Regions from separate parts of the Macaca mulatta genome. Here region 2 is linked to region 1. A link is a contact called in public Hi-C data. All regions are on one chromosome and are shown on one strand. The core of a region is the stretch at or near the end of the contact, and the rest is flanking DNA. Distances in the headings are between cores, read along the strand shown. Region 1 holds the start of ARID4A (AT-rich interaction domain 4A). Region 2 holds the start of TIMM9 (translocase of inner mitochondrial membrane 9).

Evidence for each region. Hi-C and Micro-C count contacts between places; a contact is called where the count stands out from the background.
Region 2: a Hi-C map of fetal cortex germinal zone shows a contact between it and region 1, with 1.9 times the contacts expected there. The contact joins the promoter of TIMM9 here to the promoter of ARID4A in region 1. A contact is called at or near these places in 2 of 14 Hi-C or Micro-C datasets (fetal cortex germinal zone and liver).

Annotation. Positions count from the first base shown.
Region 1 is chr7:131,421,064-131,428,724 of T2T-MMU8v2.0, reverse strand. ARID4A (AT-rich interaction domain 4A) reads right to left here and starts at 4,549. Exons shown (of 24, transcript XM_015143784.3): 1 at 4,375-4,549; 2 at 3,220-3,282; 3 at 1,378-1,488. The coding sequence starts at 3,225. LOC144330261 (a long non-coding RNA gene) reads left to right here and starts at 4,949. Exons shown (of 4, transcript XR_013396282.1): 1 at 4,949-5,120; 2 at 7,252-7,371.
Region 2 is chr7:131,534,658-131,542,318 of T2T-MMU8v2.0, reverse strand. It overlaps TIMM9 (translocase of inner mitochondrial membrane 9), which reads left to right and starts at 3,114. Exons shown (of 5, transcript XM_028851575.2): 1 at 3,114-3,257; 2 at 6,485-6,572. It overlaps KIAA0586, which reads right to left and starts at 2,585. Exons shown (of 30, transcript XR_001446278.3): 1 at 1,815-2,585; 2 at 846-916. It overlaps TOMM20L (translocase of outer mitochondrial membrane 20 like), which reads right to left. Exons shown (of 5, transcript XM_028851573.2): 5 at 6,595-6,808. The coding sequence ends at 6,743.

The DNA of each region.
Region 1 (7,661 bases), core at 3,300-5,799:
AAACATGACTATGTAGCCAATGAATATGTGAAATTATTAATCAACTTCAATAAAATTTTTTAAGACTTCATGAACTATGTTATATGCCTCTATAATGTTAAAAATGTTTATAATAAGCATAGATTACTTTTGTATTTCATATAAAGTAATAAAGACTATTAAAAATATATTCATATAAGAAAATGACTGGCAGGAATCACCAAAAAAAGTTATTTCTGAGTAAAAGCATCTTTAAAAAAAATTTTTTTTTTGAGACAGGGTCTTGCCCTGTCATGTGGCCTGCAGTGCAGTGGCACAATCACAGTTCACTACAGTCTTGACCTTCCAGGCTCAAGCAATTCTCTCACCTCTGCCTCCAGAGTAGCTGGGACCACAGGTGCCTGTCACCACACTTGGCTAATTTTTTAATTTTTTTTTTCTGGACAGATCAGGTCTCACTATGTTGTCCAGGCTGGTCTTGAATTCCTTGGCTCAAGCAATCCCCCCACTCAGGCTCCCCAAGTGCTGGGACTGCAGGTGTGAGCCACCTTGCACAGTCAAAAATATATATATATTTTTTTAGTCAACCTCTCTCTGTCACCCAGGCTGGAGTGCAGTGGAGCGATTTCGGCTCACTGCAACCTCCACCTCCTGGGTTCAAGCGATTCTCCTGCCTCAGCCGCCCGAGTAGCTGGGACTACAGATGTGCACGCCAGGTTAATTTTTTTATATTTTGGAGATGGAGTCTCGCTCTGTTGCCCAGGCTGGAATGCAATGGCATAACCTTGGCTCACTGCAACCTCCGCCTCCCGGGTTCAAGCAATTCTCCTGTCTCAGCCTCCTGAGTAGCTGGGATTACAGGTGCCCGCCACCACACCCAGCTAATTTTTGTATTTTTCGTAGAGACGGGATTTCACCATGTTGGTCAGGCTGGTCTCAAACTCCTGACCTCAGGTGATCCACCCGCCTCAGTGTCCCAAAGTGCTGGGATTACAGGCATAAGCCACTATGCCCAGCCCCAAAATAAACTTTTTTAATGCTTTTTTACACTGTCTTGAAAACATAATTCCTGTTGTTATTTATATTGTCTTAAACACTGAAATTGTCTCTACCTGAACATTAAATGAGGGGAGAAAATAGATTACAGTCCAAGTATGCCACCACAAATAGTTAAGATCCAAATGACAGGAAATATCATGAGCATGGTATTTTGATGGTAGCATTTTGGAATAATTTCTCCTTCTGAGTTATTTCTTGAATTTTGATGTGCTTTTTTCCTGTAAGTACAGTATATAAAGGGCATATAATGACTGAATAAAATGCTGATTTGCAGTCTTTCTCTCCTCAAATTTCTTCAATCTACAGCTAATAAAACTATTGCATAAAAACAAATATTACCTTAACTTTCACCAGCCTTTTCACAGTCTTAATTTTTGCCTCACAGAAGGCACCCCGGTACTTGGCACTGACATCAGTTCCCACTGTCAGGTAGGCAGGCTCATCCGCCGCCTGGTGAAAGGAACATAAACTGTGAATGTCATTACTATGCCTCCCTGCTCTAACTTCAAGTCTCATTAAAAGGTTGTGTTTGAAGCATGAAAAATAACAAAATGATTTGCTTATTAATATCACTGAAAATTTGAAAAATACCCGAAAGCAAACACTTGATGAGCAACCTTTCATTTTATAGACTGATGTCCTGATACGATAAAATGTTTTAAAGTTGTAATTCAAAATTATCAGTGAGTAAATATAATGTTTTTTTTTCCAGATACAAAATTTTTCAAAAATTCTATTTATATAAGCAGAAAAATAAAAAAATCAGAAAAAATATTTCATATTACACATATCATAAAACTAAGTTATTCATTTAGAGCTTCCTGAAATTTTGCAAATTAAAATAAATATTGCTACTAACATTAACACTAACAATATATAATTGTTTATTGACAAAGGTACATAAAGGTAACATCTTTTCATAAGGAGAGTATCAATTTGGAAAATTCATTTGCTAAAACCTGCATTTGAAAGGTTTTAAGTCTGAATTCAGCTGATGAATGCAGATATGAACCGATGGTTCAAGATCTGTAGACGTACCTAGTTTACCACACTGATCTTCCTAGTATAAAAAAACAAGCGTTACTAAGAAACATCTACTTTCAGCAAATGGACATGACCAGAATGATACATAGAATGATGCAAGAAATTTCACTCTACCATTCATTTTAATCTTTACAGTAACAGGATGATTGCTATCTCAATCTGTCATTTTACCTTTTTTTTTTTCAGAAGTTAAAGTGTATCCATACAAGTTCAACTTAACATTGTTAAGTGCAAAGTTAACAGTGTACACTTTGGAGATAACGTTTTTAAGTAGAAAATGATTTTTTGTTTTCTAATAAGTTTTCCCAAGTAATATTAAAGAATGTTAAATATGTCATTTACTTGGAGAAAATAGAAAACCATGAGAAAGTTTGGGAAAATGCTATATTTCAGAGCTTAATATACTGAAACAGTAAATAAGACAGGAATTGGCTACCTTTTAAGAACGTTTACAAAAAATACAAATTGAATAGGAATGCTTTTGGCAAATAAAAATCTGACCTGAAACATTCAATGGCCACAGCATTCAAGAATGCTATATGAGATCCTTTCCCTTTAACCATCCACATATTGATATTTGCAGTCATCCTCAGTAGAATATGTATCTTTTTAGAATAAGTATATGTTTTAAAATATTTACTGGAAAGATTTAACTGAAACTATTATTATAGTTCAACTTCAAATATTTTAGCCACATAAGTTCACTTTACACACAGAAGAAATGACACCTTCTTTACTTAATTACTTAATCCACGTACTCTTTCTTTTACAAAATCGCATTGGCACTGAGGAAGAAAAAAATTTTCGAAAAATCCCCCAAAGAACCAAAGCAGGACAAAAGCTTTACTTCTGCAAAGGTTGCTGCCAACACAGGAAGTGTTTAAAAATACTATCCGAATGGACAACAATTGAAAGGCTGCACCAGCCTTTCCAAAGTACTGCCACAGAGAGGGCCCAAACTCCGCATTTAGACACACAGATCATTTCTCACCCATTCAACACATCCTCCTATGCCGAAACTGCTGATCAGTAGGAACATCAATTTTGAGGAGCAAAACAAATGACATTCCACGGCACTAGCCTTACGACTGGCAGTGTCCAAGGCGCGAGGATCGGGGCAGCGTTGACTCCACTTACCTTCATTTTTGTTGGTGATCTGTGGGGTTCCAGCTCAGCGAGCTATCGTCGCAGTCGCTAGAACTACGGGGAGGGGGAAAGAGGCACAGACAGAATCAGTCAACTGCGGGGAGCGACCAAGGGAAAGAAAGTAAACAAACGCCAGCGGGGAGGGGCAGAATCCTCACCAGCCAAGGAACAAGACCCCTTCTGAGGGCAGCCAGGATGCAGGAGCGGAGGGGGCAACGAGAACCCCACGCGCGCCAAAGGGCAGCCCGTTCCGCCCCGGAGCTTGCCAGAGGCCCACCGCGCCCCCGCCTCGCTGGCCACTTTGACCCGGAATGCTGAACTCGGAGCCCCAGGACAGATAGCTCCGGAAAAGGGCAGGGCGCCGTTCGGGCTTCCCCAGGTCCCCCGCGGAGGCGACCGCCGAGCCTCCGCACCGCTGTCCCCTGGATACCCCGACTTCGGCCCGCGCCCCGCCTCCGCTGCTCGGCCCCCTCGGCCCGCCCCGGGCCCGCGGTGGCGGCAGCGGAGTGTCACGGCGCCATTGCTCTCCTTCCTTTGCTCTGCACCATATCAGGAAGGAGAAGCGCTCCTTCACCCAAAGGGGCAGGGGCCGCGGCCTTCAGCCGGGAGCCGCCAGAGCCCCGGGAGACCCGCGCGGGGGAGGGGGCGGGGGACTGAGGGGAGGAGGAGGGGAGGTGGCCCGGACAGGGTGTGGGAGGGGAGGGGAGCCGCACCGCAGCAGCCGCTGCCTCCTCCCAGCGCCCGCCTCAACTTTTTGTACAGCCCAGAGACGTATCAGCTCGCAGCCCCTCGAGTCCTGCCACGGACTCCGCAGAGGTGGACGCGCCGCGGAGTTGGGGAACGGCTCCCCCAAGCAGCCCGCTCCTCACGGCGCGGAAGCAAACTTAGCGGCGCGGCCAGCCCCACAGCCATTTTCCCGGGAACCCGGGGAAGCGGACGAGGCGGCTGCAGCTGCGGCGGCGGTTCCTGCAGTTGCTGCCGCTGCTCCATGGCTGGCCCCTTCTCTTGCGCTCGCCGCGCCACTTGCCTAGCATCCCTCTCCCCACCTCCGAAGCTTCCAACTGCACCGGGACCCCGGGCAGCAGCAGCTGCTGCCACTGCCGCTTCATCCATTCAGTATCCCCCGATTCCCCTCTCCCCGCCTACCAACTGCGGGTGAAGTGCGCACTGTCAGCTCCAGAGTCCTCCTCCCCTCTGACCTCCGTGGGCCCCCGTCCGGGCAGCACCACTCCCAACCGCGGCTGCAGTTCCTGCGCCCGGTTCCCCACTCGCCCCGATTTACTGCCACAATCCACCGAATAACAAGCTGTTGAGCAGACTCGCTTCTACACGAACTCCTATTGGCTGTTCATGACGCCGAAGAGCTTCGGATAGGACCTCGCTACCTGCCGTCCTCATTGGATGTAGCTCTGAAACTTCATGGATTGGTGCGAAAAACAGCAGGTAGGACATCTTCCACTTATGATTGGCTTTTTCCGAAGACCAACGTTATTGGAGAGTTGGTTATTGAGTAAGCAAGTCTTGAGAAATGATTGGTAGAGACGACTCCGGATGTGCTTGACTGGGCACTGATTGGTGAATTGAGGGGTCAGGAAGAGCAGTTCGGCACGAGGATTGGCGGCGGAGTGTCCCATGGAAACGGAACCCAGAATTGCAGCCAGGGGCTTGCACGGGGGCGGGGCAGGGTCTTTCCAAGGCGCCTGCGCTAAACCAGGTTCTCGGCGCCATTTTGTCTCGGCAGCGGTCGCCGTAGCTCCATCGCATTTTATGTTTCTGGCAAGAAGGGAACGGAGTTTTCATCAGGTAGATTGGTTTTTGTGCGTCCGTCCTCCACCGTTTCCTCCAGGACAGCACCTAGTCTTGGCCGGAGGAGTCTCAGAGCTGTCAGAAAGGTCAGTTGGAGGCTATGGTTGTCCGATTGACTGGGGGGGATGGCGCAGCCCTAGCGGCACCGGCACCGGAAGTGAAGGGGCCGCAGGAAGCCATGGTAAAAGTTCTCCTTGCGGCGGGGTGGGGAGAAGGGGCGGGATGAATGGGGGCGAGGCTTCCTCTCCCGCCGAGAGAAAGAGGTGGAGGAGAGGCAAAAGTCTTTCTTGGCGGTGCTTTTTCGGGCTTTCGAGAATGTGAGAGATTTTCTGAATTCTGCCTCTGTCTGAGCAGTCTTTCCTGTCTTTGGAAGTGCATTTTGGATACTTGCCATATTCTCCACCTGATTGGCACAAACTATGGGAGTCTCCTTAGTTAAGACAGGTCAGAAGTGATTCTTGGAAACATTCTGCATGGGTAGAGGTTTCCGCGTGCTCCTCACGCGAAAAAGCTATGAGGAAACTGGAGAAAGCGCTGGCTTTTTGGATGCTGAGGAATTTACTTGCCAGCACAGACGGTGCTTCTGTGACCTTAGACAAGCGTCTGTGTCACTCTGCGCGAGGCTTATGCTGCTTTTTGAAAGGAAAGATTGGTTGTGCAGGGACTGAAAACATCTTAAAAGGACGTCCCCGATAAGATAGACGTTGGTCTTGTTCTGTTAACATTTTGTATTCTGTTAAACGAAACATATTTTTAAATAGTGGAATTGGAGTATAAATTGGCTAGTTGTTTTATAGAATGGAGTAATTTTTTAAATGTGACATAGCGTCCGTAATCCACGTGGACTAAGATTTCTCAGTAAGAAAACTAAGCAGAATCAGTTTTTTATTCGTAACAGTGATTTTGCTCAAAAGTATTCATAAAAAAGTGAAAGGCATGTTGGCATTTCTAGTGAGTGACCTAGTCATACTGGATAGATCCCAATAGTTACCCTCAGTACCTCTGTTTTAAACCCTGCTGCTGTATTGGTGGGGCCCAAGACTAGAAAATGATTGTGTGACTTAACAGTGACTGGGTTTTTTGGCAGTCGTGCTGAAAAAAAACAGAACATCTCGGTGATTACTGAGGTGAGTCATAATGTCTAAAAATCCTTAGAATTGCGGGAGACCACCTGGAAAAACTTTATGTGGATTAGTAAAGGAATACTAGAATGGAAAAAAGGGTAGTTGAAAGATGTTTTGTTAGGTCAGATTCAAATGAGTCTGTAATTAGCTTCCTGGTGTAATATTTTAGAATGAAATCGGAAAATTAGGACATCCTTATGGACTTGTTTACCCATTTTCGTGGTTCTTATTTCTGGACTTTGAAGTACCTAATGTTTTTATCATAAAACATTATGCGTATTTTTGAGATTCCTCCCCGCCCCCGCCTATTTAAAAATTTCTTATATAGAAAAGATCTTGTAAATAGGAGTGTTTAGGAGTGAAGCAGGTTTTTTGGTTTTGTTTTGTTTTGTTTTTGAGACAGAGTCTCTCTGTCATCCAGGCTGGAGTGCAGTGGCGCAATCTCGTAGGAGTGAAGTTTTTTAAAAGAGCTTATAAAACAATGTATTACTGAACTTTTTAGAGGGTAAGAATCTATAATTCCACTATCAAAGTCTAAACTGTTATTATGGAATCCAAATAATGGATGGACATTTGGAAATTACTAAAAAGCCCAAAGAAGAATACAAAAATCTCTTCCCTCCACCAAAAGGTAGTTACAGTTTTTACTATAGTTAAATATTATACAAAAGGATTTGTCTTTTTTGTGTTGTTTTACAAAATATTCTAGTTTTGTTCATGTTCTTACCATTATTTTTCTTTATCGAAAACATTGGGAACATTGGAAATATTTTATCGTAAAGCATCTTTTATGTCTTCGTAGTGTGTTGTGGGATAAATATACCGTAATTTATGTAACCTGTTTACCTGTATATAATGGCAGAAATATGTCAACGAATATCCTTGTACATGTTTTGCAAAATATTGTCTTAGAAAGTCATTGCAAAAGTAATCGTGGTTTTTGCATTATTGGAGTTTGCCATTTGATGTTGGACTACATTGTTAAATAAATGTGGTTATGTTATATATCATTTTAATGGGCATTTCTTACTTTGTTTTTTTGGTAATGACTTACTACTTGCTGTTCATTTTATTTTATTTTATTTTATTTTAGGGACAGTTGCGCTCTTTCACCAGGCTGGAGTCAGTGGCGCAGTCTCGGCTCACTGCAACCTCCTCCTCCCGGGTTCAAGCGATTCTCCTGCCTCAGCCTCCTGAGTAGTTGAGACTGCAGGCACGTGCCACCACACCGGCTGATTTTTTGTATTTTTAGTAGAGAAGGGGCTTCACCAGGTTAGCCACGATAGTGTCGATCTCTTGACCTCATGGTCTGCCCGCCTCAGCCTCCTAGAGTGCTGGGATTACAGGTGTGAGCCACGTGCCCAGCCTTCATGTTTATTTTAGATTATGAAAATGATGTTAGACAAAAAAAAAATTGGAGCAGTTTTCTTATTTGAGTTAAAAATGGGTTGTAAAACAACAAGAAACACCGTATCAGCAATGCATATGGCTCAGGAACTGTTA
Region 2 (7,661 bases), core at 1,865-4,364, 120 kb before region 1:
ATCACAGATTTATCCTCAATTATACAATAACAGTGTATCCATACATTTGAAAAGTTTAGATATCATTAAATAAGGCCTGCTTAAAAGAAAAAAAAAAAAAAGACAAAACAACAATAACAAAAAACCACTCCAAAGTCTAGGCATTTACATAGGGACCAAGTACAGCACAAAATTATACAAAATGTATAAATTGTGAGCTTTTGACAAAATTGTCATATAGCTTTAATTGAATTATTAGTTTACCTGCTTCAATTTTCAAAATAGTATATTGTGAAACTCTCATTATACAGACTTATTAAACTGACAATACATAGGTCAACACTATGATTAGCTATCAAAGTCTAATTAGATCTCATAACCAAAACATTATATTTATCAAATACGTTCGGCATTGTAAAGTTAAGATGATAATTTCATGTTATTCTTAAAGAACCTCTCTTCTAAAAAAACCAAAACACCTTACAAGTGTTAGAATGACATGCAAGCACACCTCATGTTAAAGAAAATTGTACTGTTAGTTGTTCCTTTTCTTTTACCTAAAAATATGTTAAGTCTCTGGGCAAGAACACCTTTTCCCTGAATAGTAAGAGAGCTTCTTTTCAGTTATCATATCTCTTTCAGCGGCCATTATTTTAATAATCGGTATTTTTGATTCTAGGGAAGGCCTTTTGTTTAATGTCTCAAACACCATTCAAAGTCACAATTGTAGTATATAAAACATTGGTCTGGTAAGTGATATTTAAATAAAAACAAGGCATGTTGCTAATCAAACATAATTTAAGAATACATTATTTGACAACACTGAAAATTTTAATGTGAGCATAATTAAGAATCCTTTTGCTTACACTTTCTGACACCATGGGATTTTCTTTTAGAGGCTGGTGACAATTTCTAGCAGAAGTTAAGTCTGATGAACCTAACAAAACAAAGGAATAGATTTTAGTGATTTTAAAATCAGGTCCTTAGCTTTAGAAACTGTATAGGCATGATTCAAGACCTATAAACTCCATATAATGCAGACGTTGGAAGGACAATTTGCGTGCAAAGAAAGTTAAGAAAATGTATTTAAACATATCTGAATGAAGGCTTTTACAGTTGATATTTGGGAAAATAAGGTTCGGTACTGACAATAAAGTGAGATAAGCATGAAATATTTTAAAAGATAACCATACACTATTGGATGTGGACAATCTATGGGTAGAAATATGTATACGATGTAAAGGTCTAATTTAACAGCAGGACTATTTGAGTGTCACCGCTGTATCCCCTAACAAGCAGCATTATAAAAGCATTTTGCTGTTTTTGCTCACATATTCATTAATTTGATCCTCACAATTAGCAGCGAAGTGGGTAAAGCATATGTTATCCTTATTTTCACTGAGGTTTAGACAGATTAAGTGAACTGGAATACAGAAGCCATCAACTGGCAGAAGTCCTGCTTTTCCCACTATTAACAGAAAGTAGTGCATTAGGTAAAAAGTACTACTTCGGGGGAAAACTATAAAAAACACTAGGGGGGAAAATAAAGCACATTATACAAGTTAAGTGTATCCACCATAGATATAAACAAAAACAATATGCAAAAGTCAATGCCAAAAAAAAAAAAAAAAAGCACAACAGGAGACGTTAAAGTTTCATTCATTAGATCTATTCAAACATTTTATAGGCTTCCTGGCCATTTTCCCGGGAAACAGGGTCAGTTTTCAAACATCTGTACAAACTAGACTTATATCTTACGTCTGGGAATTTAAACAAATAAGGACTAAAGATTTACTAAGCTAAAACTGTTTGAAAAATTACATGGAATCACGTACCACATGATGTTCCATTCAAGCTAGTCCCCGTTCCAACAGGAAGACGTTTATTTGCAGACAATGCCGGAGGAACACAGGGCAACTCATCTTTCAGCAAAACCAAATGATCTCCATGATTTTGAGAAACTACCTCACGAAGTCTCTTCGCTGGCATCTTAATCCTTTTTTTCTTCTCCAAGCTGACCTCAGAGCCTTTCATATTGTTGGTCACAAAACAAGTCCCACACTTATGGACGGAAAAACTTTCTCTGTGTCCTTAAGACTTCAGAACAAAATTTTCACCTCTTTGCAATGAACTGTTCTTAAAATGTCGAAATAGAACATCCACAAAGCTGAAAATCTAAATTTTGGTATTGAATCCAGGATTAGAGATGACTATAAAGTCCTATTTACCCATTAATCCCACTTAGTCTATTAATACACCACGCCAAAATGTGAAAGTGGGGATGCCAAGAGAATGGCCACAGGAGCAACAATAACCATTAACAGTGCACTCCCCAATCCCAGAGCTGGTAGGGCAAAACCAAACAGATGTAGAGGAGGGCTTAAAATTTGTTAAGAGGCAGTCAAGCAGATAAAACTGAAATGCTATTTTTAAAATAATGACCCACATAAGAAGCGTAATAGCTTTCTTCAGCCACAGAGTCTTACACACCCCTCCAGATGCAATCGTCGGAAACATAAATTCATCCCTACGTGTCTCCAGGACGCCAGAGACCCGCGCAGTCACGGGTATAATCTGACAATAACTTCAGTTGCCCGCAGGTCAACACCCACTTCCCTTCAAACCCGCCCTTGAGACACAACACGCATGCGCGCCAACAAACTCACCCAAAACATCCAACCAGAAAGCTAAGCGCTCGCTGGTGCTCTTCCATCCCTCTCCGGGCGGAAACAAACTCCGGACATAACGGAGGCTTATTTATTTATTTATTCATTCATTCATTCATTCATTTATTTATTTAAAGGTAGCACATTGCCGCACAAGATCGCGCTACAGTCTCATCTGAAACTTGAAGAGCTCCCGACTTGTAATACTACTTGTGTTTATCGGGGGCTGTTTACACTGCTTCGCTTCCGAAGACCGTTAGGGACGTGGGATTAGGTAAATTAGGCTTCCAAATAATTTCGACAGATTCGGGTCGTTATTGGAGAGGAAGTCGGGAATAGAAAGCATTGTCTAAGCAGACAATCACAGAGATCAATCCTTAGCAGATTTTAGAATTCGCTGATGGTACGTGCATTTTCTTCTAGATTTCCTCTCGTTATAACGAATCGGCGTCTAAGGGTTTAAGTGTCACTTGACATCACTGCTCCCACGTGTTCTTTCCCATCTGGCGGCCGCGGCTCCTGTCCTGACCCTGACCCGCCCTCCCGAGGCTCAGCCGTCCCCCAACGCCCCCCAGCCTTGCACTGATGTCGGATGCGAGAGCCTGTGCTTAAGTATGGTGCCTGTTCTCTGCCGTGAGAATCCGGGATTCCCGGGCGGGGGGTGGCAGGCTACGCTCCAGAAAATTGGCGGGGTCTCCCGAGGAGGCCGGCGCATGTACTTGGGGCAGTGGGGGGTGCGAAGCGGGACAGCGCTTCGCCAGGTCCGGTGCAGACCTTCCTGGGGATGGTGTCACCTGGGCGAGGGTAGGAACTTTAGGCCCTGAGCCACCCCCAACCTGGATCTGGGGAGTCGGGGGTCTTGTTTTGGGACACTGAATTAGACTATAAGATATTTACGCTGTGACCTTGAGCTGCCCGGTGGATGATCCTCCTTTAAATGAAAATCGTCTCTAGACATACCAGGTCTAACAGCCCTTACCTGATCTGTTCATTTCCCAGCATGCGCTACTTAGAGTTTTCCCTTTATGCCTTACTAGAGGCTTTAGAATAATCAAAGCAAAAAATGTAATCCGATCTAAAAGCTAAATGACGAATTTTATTTCTGTTACATCTCGGCGATCTAGTTTCATAGAAGTCTAGACTTAAAATGGAATTTCAGGTCCGAGCGCGGTAGCTCACGCCTGTAATCCCAGTACTTTGGGAGGCCAAGGCGGGCGGATCACCTGAGGTCAGGGGTTCGAGATCAGCCTGGCCAGCATGGTGAAACTCCGTTTCTAATGAAAATACAAAAAATTAACTGGGCATGGTGGCGCGCGCCTGTAGTCCCAGCTACTCAGGAGGCTGAGGCAGGAGAATTGCTTGAACCCGGCAGGTGGAGGTTGCAGTGAGCCGAGATCGCGCCGTTGCGCTCCAGCCTGAGTGAGAGAGCAAGGCTGTCTCAAAAAAAAAAAAAAAAAAAAAAAACTGTAAGGGCTCAGCGTTAAAGAACCTTTTAATTATTTGTACCTTGCTGAGTTTCTCTAATTAATGAGGGGGTTTTTTTTTGAGACAAAGTCTTGCTCTGTCGCACAGGCTGGATTGCAGTGGCGCGATCTTGGCCCACTGCAACCTCCGCCTCTCAGGTTCAAGAGATTTTTCTGCCTCAGACCTCCTGAGTAGCTGGGATTACAGGCGCCCGCCACCATGCCCAGCTAATTTTTTTTGTATTTTTATTAGAGACGGGGTTTCACCATGGTGGCCAGGCTGGTCTCGAACTCTTGACTTGGTGATCCACCAGCCTCGGCCTCCCAAAGTGCTGGTAATTACAGACGTGAGCCACCGCGCCCAGCCATTACTTTTTATTTTAGTTACATTTTCCCTTCTTAATTGGGCTCATAGCTGGTACCTGTTTGTTCACAATTTATTGCATATTATGAGTGTACTGAAAGAACTACAATGTCACAGCTGCCAGAGACCTTGGAGATAGTTTAACTCTTACTTTCTAGGTGATACTTATTTGAAAGAAACAGTGACCTAAGATCTGAGTGTAGGCACTCTGAATTATTAAAATGACAACTTAATTTGGATCTTACAGCTCTTTGTCATGACTCTTTAGTTCCTCTTCCCCCAACCCCTGCGCCCCCACCCCCCACCCCCACCCCCCGCCCAGAGACTGGGTCTTGCTCTGTCATGATCATAGCTCACTGCAGCCTTGAACTCCTGAGCTCAGGCAATCCTCCTGTCTCAGCCTCCTGAGTACCTAGGACTACAAGCACTTGCTACCACACTGGCTAATTTTTTACTTTTTGGTAGAGACTAGGTCTTGCCTTATTGCCCAGGCTTATTTTCTTTCCTTTGTGTGTTTGTTTTTTTTGTTGTTTTTTTTGAGATGGATCTTTGTTGCAAAGGCTGGAGGGCGGTGGCACAATCTCAGCTCACTGCAACCTCTGCCTCCCGGGTTCAAGCGATTCTTCTGCCTCAGCCTCCCAAATAGCTGGGATTACAGGCACCCGCCACTCCGCCCAGCTAATTTTTGTGTTTTTATTAAGATGGGGTTTCACCATGTTGGCCAGGCTCGTCTGGAACTCCTGACCGCATGTGATCTGCCTACCTCGGCCTCCCAAAGTGCTGGGATTACATGCATGAACCATCGTGCCTGGCTTTATTTTCTTACCCCAAATCAGCCCTCTCAACCCCTTTTCTTTATGACTGATACTTTTCAAAAGACCAGTCAGGTTGTCTTACAAATTGTTCCATGTTGTAGATTTTCCTGATTATTCCCTCATGATTAGAGCGTATCAAACTTTTGGCCAGAATACCACATAGGTGATGCTATCTTACTGCATCTCACCAGGAAACACCTAATGTTGGCACCCATGTTTGTGATGCTAGGTTTTATGACTTAGCTTATACTTTTTTTCTTTGAGACAGGGTCTCTTGATCTGTCACCCAGGCAAGAGAGCAGTGGCTTGATCATGGCTCACTGCAGCCTCGAGCTCCTGGGCTCAAGTGATCCTCCTGCCTCAGCCTCCTGAGTAGCTGGGACTACAGGCACACACCACCATGCTGGCTCATTTTTGTATTTTTGGTAGAGATGGGGTTTTGCCATTTTGCCCAGGCTGGTGTAGAACTTATGGGCTCAAGCTGTCCACCCAACTCAGCCTCCCAAAATGCTGGGATTGAGCCACTGCACCTGGTCAGTCACTTAGCTTATAACATATATTTGGCTATTTGGAAAATATTTTTAGATAGATGATATATGCCATAATAGCTTATAAGACATTTCATAGGTCTTAAATAGGTCATTTTATAGGTGCAATGGGGAAAATACTGGATTTTGAAGTCCAAACACCTTAGTTAGGCTGCAGCTGCCCAGTTACTATCTGTATAAGTGACCTCATGTAAGTTTCTTAAGATTTCTGAACCATCCCTCCCAGAATTAGTAGGAAAATCATAAGGGAAGTGTAATGTATACTTATACCTGGACAAATAAGGATAGCATGACATTAAGTATTTTTTTTAATAGTAACACATATGCCAAAGAATTGTAACCTCAGACTAGAGGAAACTAATTTCACTTACTAAAAAGGAAGAAACTTAAAAAAAAAAAGATTAGCCAATAGAAGTTTACATTTCATTGAAAAGACTATTAGAACTTGAAGGAGCCGGGCGCGGTGGCTCATGCCTGTAATCCCAGTTCTCAGGGAGGCAGAGGCGGGAGGATAGCTTGAGCCCAGGAGTTCGAGACCTGCCTGGGTAATATAGCGAGACCCGTTCTCTACAAAAAGGAAAAAAAAAAAAAGGACAAAAAAAAAAAGAACTTGAAGGGGACTTAGTAATCATATTACCTCATTTTTCAGGTAAGAATCAGGCCTTACTGGAGACATTCAAGCAAAGGTTGGACAACTACTTTTCCAGAACAGAAACGAAACTCATGCATCAGAAAAGGTTTGAGCTTGATGACTGAAAAGATCTCCCATTATTCTTAAGTTCTCTGGTTCTATGATATATTTTGTTTGTCACAAGAATAACAGCATCACTGTAGTCATTCCTGAGATCTAAGCCAGTGATTCTTGAATTCGCTTCTTTCTTCTCTCCTCCAGGTTTCAGGGATATAATCAGAAGGTAACCCCTGATGGGTCTTTGCTGCTATAACAGCAAACATTTGCTGTAATATCTGGAAACTAGGATCAAATAAAAGGACAACCACATTACTGCTATCTGTTCTTACCATCAGGTGGTTTATGTGGCTGGTGGAATTTGTCAGTCTAAGCTTACTATTAAATAACTGCAAAGTGAATAGTGAAAGATTTAGAAGACCTCAAATTAGCAAGTAACTCTGAAAATCATTTATTTACTCAGTCATCTCCAGTATTTTCTCTGAACCAGTTGCCTACAATTATGTATACCATAATCTTTTTTTTTTTTTTTTTTTTTTTGAGACAGAGTCTTGCTCTGTCACCCAGGCTGGAGTGCAATGGCACAATCTTGGCTCACTGCAGCCTCTGCCTCCCAGGTTCAAGCAATTCTGCCTCAGCCTCCCGAGTAGCTGGGACTACAGGCGCCCACCACTATGCCCAGCTAACTTTTGTATTTTTAGTAGAGACGGGGTTTCACCATGTTGACCAGGCTGGTCTCGAACTCCTGACCTCAAATGATCCACCCGCCTCAGCCTCCCAATGTGCTGGGATTACAGGTGTGAGCCACTGTGCCTGGCCTATACCGTAATCTTGATAGATACTGGTGACTACAGAGGATAGCTTTAGCGATTTAAGCAGACATAAGAAAACTGCTGATTATTAGCTCTTGAGTTCAACTGTAGGTCTGGAAAAAACAAAACAACAACAACAACAAAAATGAAATTGGTCTGGGCGCGGTGGCTCATGCCTGTAATCCCAGCACTTTGGGAGGCTGAGGTGGGCGGATGACCTAAGGTCGAGAGTTCAAGACCAACCTGGCCAACATGGTGAAACCCTGTCTCTACTAAACAAAAATTAGCCAGGTGTGGTAGTGCATGCCTGTAATCCCAGCTACTCA